Regions from separate parts of the Sus scrofa genome. Here region 2 is linked to region 1. A link is a contact called in public HiChIP or PLAC-seq data. All regions are on one chromosome and are shown on one strand. Each heading gives the region's core, a stretch centred on a gene start, on an enhancer-like site or on the middle of the called end of the contact. The rest is flanking DNA. Distances are from core to core; before and after follow the strand shown. Region 1 holds the start of CBFA2T2 (protein CBFA2T2). Region 2 holds the start of E2F1 (transcription factor E2F1).

Region 1 (5,313 bases), core at 1,891-4,390:
ATGTTGCTGATCATGTTGCAGCACAATGGGAACTCCTGTAACACTTTAAAAATGTACCAAGCACTGTTCAGCAATCTTGTCAGCTAGGTACTATCGTGAGTCATTTGCTGAGGCTTAGAAAGGTAAGATGACTTGTCCAAATCTATATAGTTGATAAGTGTCAAGCCATAATTTTTATCCAGTTTGTCTGGCCTTGGCTTGTGGACTTAGATGTAGCACAATTTTAGAGTGTACATAGTATGTAGGTATTAAGAAAAATTATTATCCAAGAAAAATACAATTATCAAAAACTTGGAAGTAAAGCAAAAGAATAACTGCATGAAATTTGAATTTGCTTTTTCAGTTAATAAATTATGTCTTGGCAAACTTTTATCATCACAAATAGATCTATCTACTTTTTAAATGTTGCATACTATTCTCTATAGTGTATTTCACTAGTTCTCTACAAAGGGCAGCAAATTCCAGTGTTGTTGTTGTTGTTGTTGTTGTTGTTTTTGCCTTTTTGCAATTTCTTGGGCTGCTCCCGCGGCATATGGAGGTTCCCAGTCTAGGGGTCGAATTGGAGCTGTAGCCCCCGGCCTACACCAGAGCCACAGCAACGCAGGATCCGAGCCGCGTCTGCAACCTACACCACAACTCACGGCAACGCCGGATCGTTAACCCACTGAGCAAGGACAGGGATCGAACTCGTGTCTTCATGGATACTAGTCCGGATCATTACTGCTGAGCCACAATGGGAGGGACAGGGACCGAATGAGCAAGGGCAGGGACCGAACCCGCAACCTCATGGTTTCTAGTTGGATTCGTTAACCACTGTGCCAAGACGGGAACTCCAAGTGTTGTTTTTTTAAATAAATAATTCTGACAAACTTTTTTCCTATGTACCTTTTTTTTTTTTTTTTGGTCTTTTTAGGGCAGCACCCATAGCATATGGAAGTTCCTAGGCTAGGGATCGAATTGGAGCTGCAGCTGTGGGCCTACACCACAGCCATAGCAATGTCAGATCCCAGCTGTGGGCCTACACCGCAGCTCAGGGCAATGCCGGATTCTTTAACCCACAGAGTGAGGCCAGGGATTGAACCCATATCCTCATGCATACTCGTCTGATTCTTAACCCACTGAGCCACAACTGGAACTCCTCCTATGCATTTTTTGTGCACATGATTGAGTGTTTCTTTGGGATGAAGACACACAAGTGAAGTTTCCAATCTAATGCATGAAATATGGCAGCTCACTGATCGGTATTTTCCTTGTTATTGGAGAGACTGAGTATGTTTTAAGAATGTTTATTCGCCATCAGATTTTCTTTTCTGCATATTGTTTATTCATTCATTCATTTTTTTTTTTTTTTGTCTTTTCTTTTTTTTTTTTGTCTTTTTGCTTTTTCTATGGCCGCTCCTGTGACATATGGAGGTTCCCAGGCTAGGGGTCGAATTGGAGCTGTAGCCGCCAGCCTACACCACAGCTCACAGCGACGCCGGATCCTTAACCCACTGAGCAAGGCCAGGGATCGAACCTGCAACCTCATGGTTCCTAGTCAGGTTCATTAACCACTGTGCCTCGACGGGAACTCCCTTGTCTTTTTTGTCTTTTCCAGGGCCTCACACATAGCATATGGAGGTTCCCAAGCTAGGGGTCTAATTGGAGCTGTTGCTGCCGGCCTCTGCCAGAGCCACAGCAATGCCAGATCCAAGCCACGTCTGCAACCTACACCACAGCTCATGGCAATGCCAGATCCTTAACACACTGAGCAATGCCAAGAATCGAACCTGCAACCTCATGGTTCCTAGTCGGATTTGTTAACCACTGAGCCACGAAGGGAACACCATGTTTATTCATTCTTTGTTTTTTTGTTTTGTTTTTTGCCATATCCGAGGCATGCAGAAGTTCTGTGGCCAGGAATATCATGCTATAGCAGTGACCTGACCCACAGCAGTGACAATACCAGATCTTTAAGACACTTAGCCACCAAGGAACTCCTCTTTGTCCATTTTTCTATCAAATTATTTTTCTTATTAGTTTTAAGGAGTTCTTTATTTTGAATATTCTTTGTTGAATATGTTGCCAATATTTTATCTCAGTCCTTTGCTTATAAAAGACAAGCAAATCAAGAGAACTTTGTTTACAGTATCTTTGTACATAGAGGAGTTTGGAATTATTAATCTCTTGCTTTAATTTTAATCCCTGTTTTTGAGACTTTGGGAGGCAGAATAGTTCAGAGTAGCTCAAAGAACTGGGTCTTAAGTCAGAGTTCCTCGCTTCCAATCCCACCTCTGCTTTTTGCTAACAATAACCAGTGGATAAGGTATTTGGTGGAAAAATCCCTTTTTGCATTTGTAGAAAAGTGAGAATGATGATATTTTTCTCTCTCATTGTGAGGATTAACTGTATGGCGTGTATAAAAATAGCTCTACATAATGATAGCCAACAATTATTAATTTTATGGAAATGACATTTTATTTTTATATTTTTATTTTTATTTTTTGCTTCTTGGGGCTTCGCCTGTGGCATATGGAAGTTCCGGCTAGGGGTTGAATAGGAGCTTCAGCTGGGGGCCTACAGCACAATCATAGCAATGCATGATCCTCTGAGCTGCGTCTGCAATTTACACCACAGCTCACGACAACACTTGCCCGATACTTAACCCATTGAGGGAGGCCGGGGATCCAACCGGCATCTTCATGAATACTAATCAGAGTTTGTTACCACTGAGCCATAATGGGAACTCCTGGAAATGGCATTTCAGACATTTGAAACACTGCAGGCCAAAAAGGGGAAGTGACTCGCCAAACGACAGGCATAAAAAACGACTAGACCTTAATCTCTACAACTCAGGTGAGGCGGTGTCCCTCCCCCCTAAGCTCCTCCCCCTAGGGCTCCGCCTCTGGGCTCCAGTCACTTTCCTCACCACAGCAGGAATCCCAGTGTCTGAAGATTGGGCCGTGCACGTGATGGGCGCGCGTGACGCAGGCGGGGCGGGACTGAGAAGCAGGATGCTCCGGGATAGGGTGGTAGGTTCGCGCGGAAGGGGCGGGGCAGGTCAGGGGGTTGGAGTTTAGTGGGAACTCGTCTTGGGGCCGGGCTTCCGCGTGCGTTGGCCTGGCAGGCGAGAGCGCGCGGCGGGGCGTGCCAGGCGAACGGGGCGGGGCCATCTGGGGGGCGGGGCGGCGCGCGGCCTAACGGTGGCGTTGGCGGCGGCAGCAGCGGCGGCTCTGGGGTTGGAGAGCTTGGCGGCTTCAGGTCCCGCGGAGGCTCCTGCGAGGGACCCGGGCCGCCGGTGGAGGCGGAGGCGCTTGGCGTTGGCGCTCGGCGATGGTGGGCGTCCCCGGAGCGGCCGCCTTCCAGCGTAAGCGGGGCGGGAAGGCGGGCGGCTGAGGGGGGCGTGTGAGGGGCCTGCGGCTCCACAAGCGCGAGCTCCCGGGAGGCCCCCAGCGCGAGGCCGGGGTGGTAAACTGAGGCCCCAAGAAGGGCGGCAGATCCAAGGTCATGAGGCAGGCCGGGCCTTCCTGGGCTCCCGTGGCCGCCCGAGCGTCTCCTGCACTGCTCGAGGGCTCGGAGCTCATGGACTGAGCGAATCTGTGGGGACCGCGGCCTCGCAGCCGCGGCCGGGCTGGCGTCCATCGAACTTGCCCGCGGACAAGGATTGTTTTGTTCTCCCGGCTCCGGGGCCACAAAGTCCGACCCTGGAGAAGTAGTACACACGCCCAATTTCGAGGGGTGTGTGGCGGATGGTATAGGAAGCGAGGATGTTGCCTCCGAGGGGCCTGTTGAGTGCCGACTCAGGGGTTGGTCTGCCTGGGTTTCCATCCCGGTTCCCCCACTCACAGGCTGTGACCTTGGGTCTCTTCGAGCCTCGATTTCCCCTTCTGCAAAATGAAGATGTAAAGAGCATCTTCAGCCCCTCCCTACCCCAGTTGTGGGTTTTGTGTGTCCAAGTGGGAGGCTTGGCATGGACTTTAGCACATACACAAGTGTGGAAATTGTCATTACTATAATCGCTAATAAACCTCGTCCAGGGTGAACCTCACTTGGAAAAGCTTTAGATTGGTCTCTGGTTTTTTGTTTGTGTGAGATTTTAATTTTGTCTTTGGTTAGTCCTGCTTTATGATCCAATTGCTTTTCTTACCTCCATTTTTCCTTTTTAGCATTTATCTACTGTTCCTCCTAGAATCATAAGATCTTTGGGGGCGGGGTGGGTCTCTTAATAACAACGATAAAATTTTAATTGTTTCTTGTTACAGTAGCAATAATAGCCAACATTTTTTTTTGAGCAGTAGGCTTTTTGCATTCTATTCATTTAATATTTATTAAATCATCTATTAAGTAAAAAGTACCATTTTGGCTCTGGGAATATAGGAACAACTAGATAGACCAAACTCAAGCTTCGAGTTTATTTGGGAGGAGGGGGAAGAGACATGTTAAATGGGGAAACAAATCCATTTTGCATGTTTTTTTTCTTTAATCCTGATTATGGTATAAATAAGAGTTAAGTATTTGTGTAAGCCCATTTTGTAGAGGATGACACTGAGGAACAGAAGGAACCCTGTGGATCCAGCCTCAGAGCCCATGTTCTTCCACACATAAAAGGGACACTTTCCATAGCCTCTCTTTGTTTGATACCCATTAAAGGTTGGATTGAGGAAATGCAAAGTTGCTGCTTTTGATAGTTTGATCCATTCCTCTTGGAGCTTAGGTCTGACAAAGGTACACTATCTTTGTATAGTGAAAGGACCTTTTATCAGAACTTAAATTTTTTATACCCACATCTCTTTTATGCAGTGTTCAGTTTAAAATAGGCCCTAACATACAATTCTTGGTTCTGTTATGTAACTGAAGTTTGTTTTGTTTATTTATTTATAGTGTTCCTAAGAGAATTCTATATTACATTCCCAGGCAATGTGCTTAGTATACTTTGTCTCTTAATCTGGAAGCATATAGTAAGTTACATTAAAATGTTGAGAGGATTTTTTTTCAGTGAGGTTTTCATGTTACAGTTAGATTCAGCATTGACCATCTGCTAAGCACCAGGCTGTGTGCTGATGTAGGGCTTCCAAAGATGAATAAGAGCCGATTCTTGTCTCTAGAAGCTTACTTATAGTCTTGATTGGCTAATGATTTTAACTGAAGTTCTAGGCAAAGAGAATGCTGGAGCTCCGAGTCCCTGGAGGAATTAGTCTAGAGCAGTGGCCTTAGATGTTTTTAGTGTTTTTTGTATCAGTAAATACTGTTGAATATGCACACACATTATGTCATGTTTGTTTTAAATTACAATTGCAGTGTTGTCTGTACTTCCCAATATGTACATTTTATAAC
Region 2 (5,313 bases), core at 872-3,371, 200 kb after region 1:
AGTAACTAGGGAAGGTTCTAACCTCTCTAGGCCTCAGCTTCCCGACCTGGAAAAGGGGAAAGTTGTTGAGAGGGTTAAATGAGTTAATTGGGTAAAGTGCTTGGCACAGGGCCTAACACACAAAACAGTCTCAAAATAATGGTGGCTGCTATTGTTATTATTAGCATCTTAGTGATTCCGGAAGGAAGGCCACACTGGGCAAGGGGCCAGGGGGACTGGGGGAACCTTGGTGGGATGCCTCAGGGACCAGCTGCCACCCAGTCCCCCAACAGTAATTGGGCAGATACTACTTCCTTGCCCTGGGCTTTGCCTCTCCCCTCCCACTTGCTCCAAGCCCTGTGCTGAGACCCCATACTGCTTGGCTGGCCCCTGCCTGCCCATCCATGCCCTACCCTTACCCACAGGCTGCGCCAGTCAAACTGGTCTCCACACCCTGTCCTGCGGCCCACAGGTCCAAGCTCCAGGCCTCCACCCCCTTCTCCCCCTGTAACTCAGCGGTCTCTTCTGAGCCCCCCCCCAATCTGAATTGGTCTTAAGCCTCTTGCTGCTCAGGGAGCACTTTATCAAGGCATCTCCCTGGGGCATTTACTCTTTTCTAGCACTGGGGGCCTCCTCTCCAGCTCCCAGAGGCCCAGCCCACCCAGTACTTCCACTGGGGCCAGGGGTCTGCCTGCCTGATTAATGAGCTTCCATGGCAACCAGAGTCTGGGAGGGTGGAGGGTGGCAGATGGAAGGACAGGCAGAGGGAGGGGAATCAGCAGCTGGCCCAGCCACCCCGCCCCTGCAGAGAAGGCCTCCCAGCCAGGCGGCCTGTCCCCAGAGGCCCGGAGGGCTAGGCCTGCACCTGGCAGTCCAGCATCCAGGCAGGAAGGAGGGTCTCCTCAATGGCCCTTCAACTTTCTGGTCCCAGAACTTTCCCCTGACTTCCCCAAGCAGCCGTGCCCACCATCCAGCCACAAGTTCTGGTCTGAAGCCAGCAGGCCTCAGTTCAAATCCCACTTGCAGCCTTGTGACCAGGGGGCAAGCCACTTCCCCTCTCTGGGCACAGTTCAGATGGGCACAGTGACAACACAGAGCTAGCTCACAGCATGGATGTGAGTTTTAGCTGCCTTGAAGTCTGCCAGAGGCCTGGCAGGCAGTCAGCAACAGCTGAATACACGTGGGCCATTATTATCATTGAGTCTGACCCTAGACAGGCTCCAGCGAAGAAGCTGAGGCCCAGAGCACAGAGGAGCAAACAAGGACTGGCCCGAGGTCACCCTGCACCCCGGGGCGGAGCCCGAAGGCCCAACCCAAGCTCGGCACCGCCCAGCCTGGGCGCCTCAACCCACCCTCCCCCGCCCTCGCCGCCTCCAGGCCAAACATAGCGCCCCGCCCGGGTCTACGCCGGGGTCCAGGCAGCGCACTTGGCCCAGTGTCCCTGGTGTCCGTACCGGCGGGCGGCCGAGCGCGGGGCGCGGCGCGCTGGGGGTGGGCCGGGGCGCCTGCGGCGTGGCGAAGAGCAGCAGGTCGGGGTCGCGGGGGCCGGTGGCGGGCGCGGCGGGGCCGGCGGGGGCCGCTGGGGCGCTGGCGTCCTGCGCGGTGGAGATGATGACGATCTGCGAGGAGTCGAGCAGCCGCAGCGCGCCGGCCCCGAGCAGGGCCTCCAGCGCCGGCGCGCATGGGCCGCCCGCGGGGGCCACGGCCATGGCGCTCACGGCCCGCGCGGCCCGGGTGGCAGTCGGCGGCGGCGGCGCGGGCCCATGGCAGCAGGCCGAGGCGAGGGCTCGATCCCGCTCCGGATCCCGCTCCGCCCCCGGCCGCCGCTGCCTGCAAAGTCCCGGCCACTTTTACGCGCCAAATCCTTTTTGCCGCGAAAGAGCCACGAGCCGCCGAGCGCTGCGCCTATTGGCTGTCCTGGCTGTGACGGAGGCGACGGCGACGGCGCCCATTGGTTGCAGCGCGCCGGACCGGCGGCGGAGGGCGGGACGGGGCGGCGGCGCGAGGAAGCACCGCCAATCGCAGGATGGGGCGCGCGCAGGCTTTGTCGGGGCGGTGCCAGGCGCGTTCGCACTCCCCGCCCCTAGAGGGGACGGCCCTGTGTGGGGAGTGGTGGCCCCACCCCCTCTTCGACGCACCCCATCCTGTTGATACCCTTTAGTGGAGGCTTTTACAACAGAACGTGTGTTGTGCACAGATCGCTATCCACAGACCCCACGTGACCTCCCAGAACCCCCACCTGTGGGTGCTCCAACACCCTCAGGCCATAACTCTAGAAACTGCAAACGCAGTTTCTCTTTTCCAGGATCTCAAGCCCACCTACAAAACCCCAGCCACATCTTTCCTCAACTTGCCCCACCAATGCCATTTACTTTCAAATCCTGCGCCCACCTTATCCCTTCCACCCAGAGCACAAGCAGAAGGAGTTGCCAGAAAATGGAGAGGAATGTCTGACCCAGTACAGCTTGGGGCTTTTCTCCAAAGCCTCCTGTAGCTGGAATCGCTTCAACAACCAAAGCACAGCTTCTGCTTGAACTGATTCCTTCGTTCATTCAACAAACCTTTTTTTTTTTTTTTTTTTTTTTTTTTTGCTTTTTAGGGTACCCCCTGGAAGGTTCCCAGGCTGGGGGTCAAATCAGAGCTGTAGCTGCCAGCCAAGGCCACAGCCACAGCAACATCAGATCTGAGACCTGTCTGCCACCTACATCACTGCTCACCACAACGCTGGATCCTTAACCCACTGAGCAAGGCCAGGGATCGAACCCACAACCTCATGGTTCCTAGTCGGATTCATTTCCGCTGAGCCACTTTGGGAACCCCAACAAATGTTTTGAGAGTCTGCTCTGTGCCCCCTTCTTGACTCCTGGCCCTAAGGATCTAACAGTTTAGTGAAAGGGGCTGGAGGGAAACTGAGGTAACAAATGTTTACATATGACACAGATTTCAACTATTAAGGTAATTCCATGTTAGATTTTACAAAGGGAGGAGGTGAGTGTGCTGAGCAACCAGAGGCCACAGGACCTCCCCATCAGCCACTTCTCATTGCTCAGTTCAGCTGATTTGAGTTATATTGTCCTCTCCTCTGTGCCAGGCTTTGTGCCAGCGCTGAGGGCAGATATGTGAAAGGCTTGATAATTTCTATGAACTTGCCTGCCATCTGGTGGGGATGGGCCCATCAAAAAAAAAGTAGCTGGAGTTTCCTCTGTGGCACAATGGGATCGGTGTCATCTCTGTAGTGCCAGGATGTAGATTCTATTCCCAGCCTGGCACAGTGGATTAAAGGATCGGACTTACCACAGCTGTGGTGTAGGTTGCAACTGTGGCTCAGATCTGATTCCTGGCCTGGAACTCCATATGCCTCAGGGTGGCCAAAAGTGAAACAAACAATAAAAGGTAGCTAAGATGCAATCAAGAATGAGATCCCTTACGGATGTGATAAATTCATTGAGTAATAAAAAAATAAGATTTAGTACTAAAAATAATAATAATAATAATAAAGAATGAGATCCCTAGGCCACAGTATAAATATCACTTCTTCCAGGGAGCCCTCTGGTACTGGAGTTACTTCTTCCCTTGCCCAGCACTGACTGCACACTGGACTTCTCTATCTGCTTCCTCTTTCAACTGGGAGCTCCAGTAGGGCCTCTTCCCAACACTGGTCTGGTTCAGAGCAGGAACTGAGAGGGGTTATAAAAGAAACAGAGACTGATGCTGGAGGCCACAGAGAATGCAACGAGAAGGCCCTGGTTCCTCAAGAGTACTCCTTAAACCCCTGGTTTCAGAATCACCCGGGTACTTGCTATCTTTGGGCTCACCCCAGCCCTGCCAACTTAGAATCTAAGTACCTAGGAACCTTCATTTTCACAAGCACCCTCCCTCATTCCAGGTGATTTTTATTCATGCTCACATTTGAGAACAAACTGGTACACCTAGATAACCAAAATGTGTGGCGCTGCCTGAAATTACAGCCCCTTGAGGATACTTCTTAGCCTCAGTTTTCTCATCTGTAAAATAGACACATTGCCCTGGACCCTTCCAGGGTTGCCATGTGGATGAAAAGCGTAAGGGATCGGAAAGTGTTTCATAAACTCTGAGGTGGTTTAGGAATGCAGCAGGAGTTTCCAAAGGAATTTGTGAAATTACTCATTGCAAATCCCAGACTGTGTCAGCACTAGAGGGGACCTTAGAGACGAAGTAAGCCTCTTGCTGTACAGAAGGGAAAACTGAGGCCCATTCAGGGGTGAAGCCAGCCAGTGACAGAATCTGGCCTACACTGGATTCCCCCCACCAGGGTTGGCCTGCCTACCATCCTCCATTCCCAGATAGAGAAGCTCCTATTAGAGTGGTAGGGCTCCTTCTAAATGTCAAGCCAGGTCTTCCCTGGTGGTTCAGCAGCTTAAGGGTCCAATATTGTCACTGCTGTGGCTCAGGCCACTGCTGTGGCATGGGATCAATCCCTGGCCTGGGATTGTCCACATGCTGGGGATGTGGAAGAAAGAAAGAGAAAAAAAATAGTCAAGAAGTCAGCAACATTCCCACTCCAGTGGGAATTTCCTTCCTTCACACATTCCCAAAGGGTCTCGACAACAGTAACATTCACTTTATAAAGCCCTGTCATATCCAAAGTCATTCAACAAACACTTATCGGGCAGCTGTTATGTACCAAGCACTGTACTAGCTGCTGGAGAGGGAAGATAGATATTGCCCCATTTTATTTTATTTATTTTTTTTGAACCACTCCTGCAGCATATGGAAGTTCCCAGGCTAGGGGTCAAATTGGAGCTGCAGCTGCCAGGCTACACCATAGCCACAGCAAGCCAGGATCCAAGCCACATCTGGGACCTACAACCACAGTTCACAGTGATACCAGATCCTTAACCCACTGAGCGAGGCCAGGGATCAAACCTGCATCCTCATGGATACTAGTCGAATTCGTAACCTGCTGAGCCACAAAGGGAACTCCTTATTGCCCCATTTTATGATGAGCAAACGCCCAAAGGGCATGAGCTTGTCCAGCAGATGAAAAGGCTATCATTCAGGCTTGGCCAGGCCAAAGCCAGACGTGAGGCCTCCTCAAAGTATTCAAATACATGACCTCCCAGGTGGAGGCAGGTGCCTGCCTTCCAGCAATCCCTCCTGTGTTGCTAGAGCAGAAAGGAGTGAAGAGCAGAATTCCCAGTGTGAAGTCAAGGAAGAGATAAGGGCCTTCTGTATCTATTAATACCCACTTGAAAGCAGCAAAGGCCTGATAGATAAAGCCTCTTGGCCCCAAGCCTGACAGACCCTGATAAGTCTGTTCTCAACATCAACAGCTCTCAGGCTGGTAGGCTTCCA

Evidence for each region. HiChIP or PLAC-seq counts read pairs in DNA pulled down with a chosen protein or histone mark.
Region 2: an H3K27ac HiChIP or PLAC-seq map of alveolar macrophages shows a contact between it and region 1. The contact joins the promoter of E2F1 here to the promoter of CBFA2T2 in region 1. A contact is called at or near these places in 1 of 47 Hi-C or Micro-C datasets (heart right ventricle) and 1 of 2 datasets of contacts at active chromatin or transcription factors (alveolar macrophages).

The regions. Positions count from the first base shown.
Region 1 is chr17:36,986,935-36,992,247 of Sscrofa11.1, forward strand. It overlaps CBFA2T2 (protein CBFA2T2), which reads left to right and starts at 3,141. Exons shown (of 11, transcript XM_021078106.1): 1 at 3,141-3,346. The coding sequence starts at 3,313.
Region 2 is chr17:37,187,997-37,193,309 of Sscrofa11.1, forward strand. It overlaps E2F1 (transcription factor E2F1), which reads right to left and starts at 2,122. Exons shown (of 9, transcript XM_021077692.1): 1 at 2,118-2,122; 2 at 1,951-2,062; 3 at 1,434-1,826. The coding sequence starts at 2,122.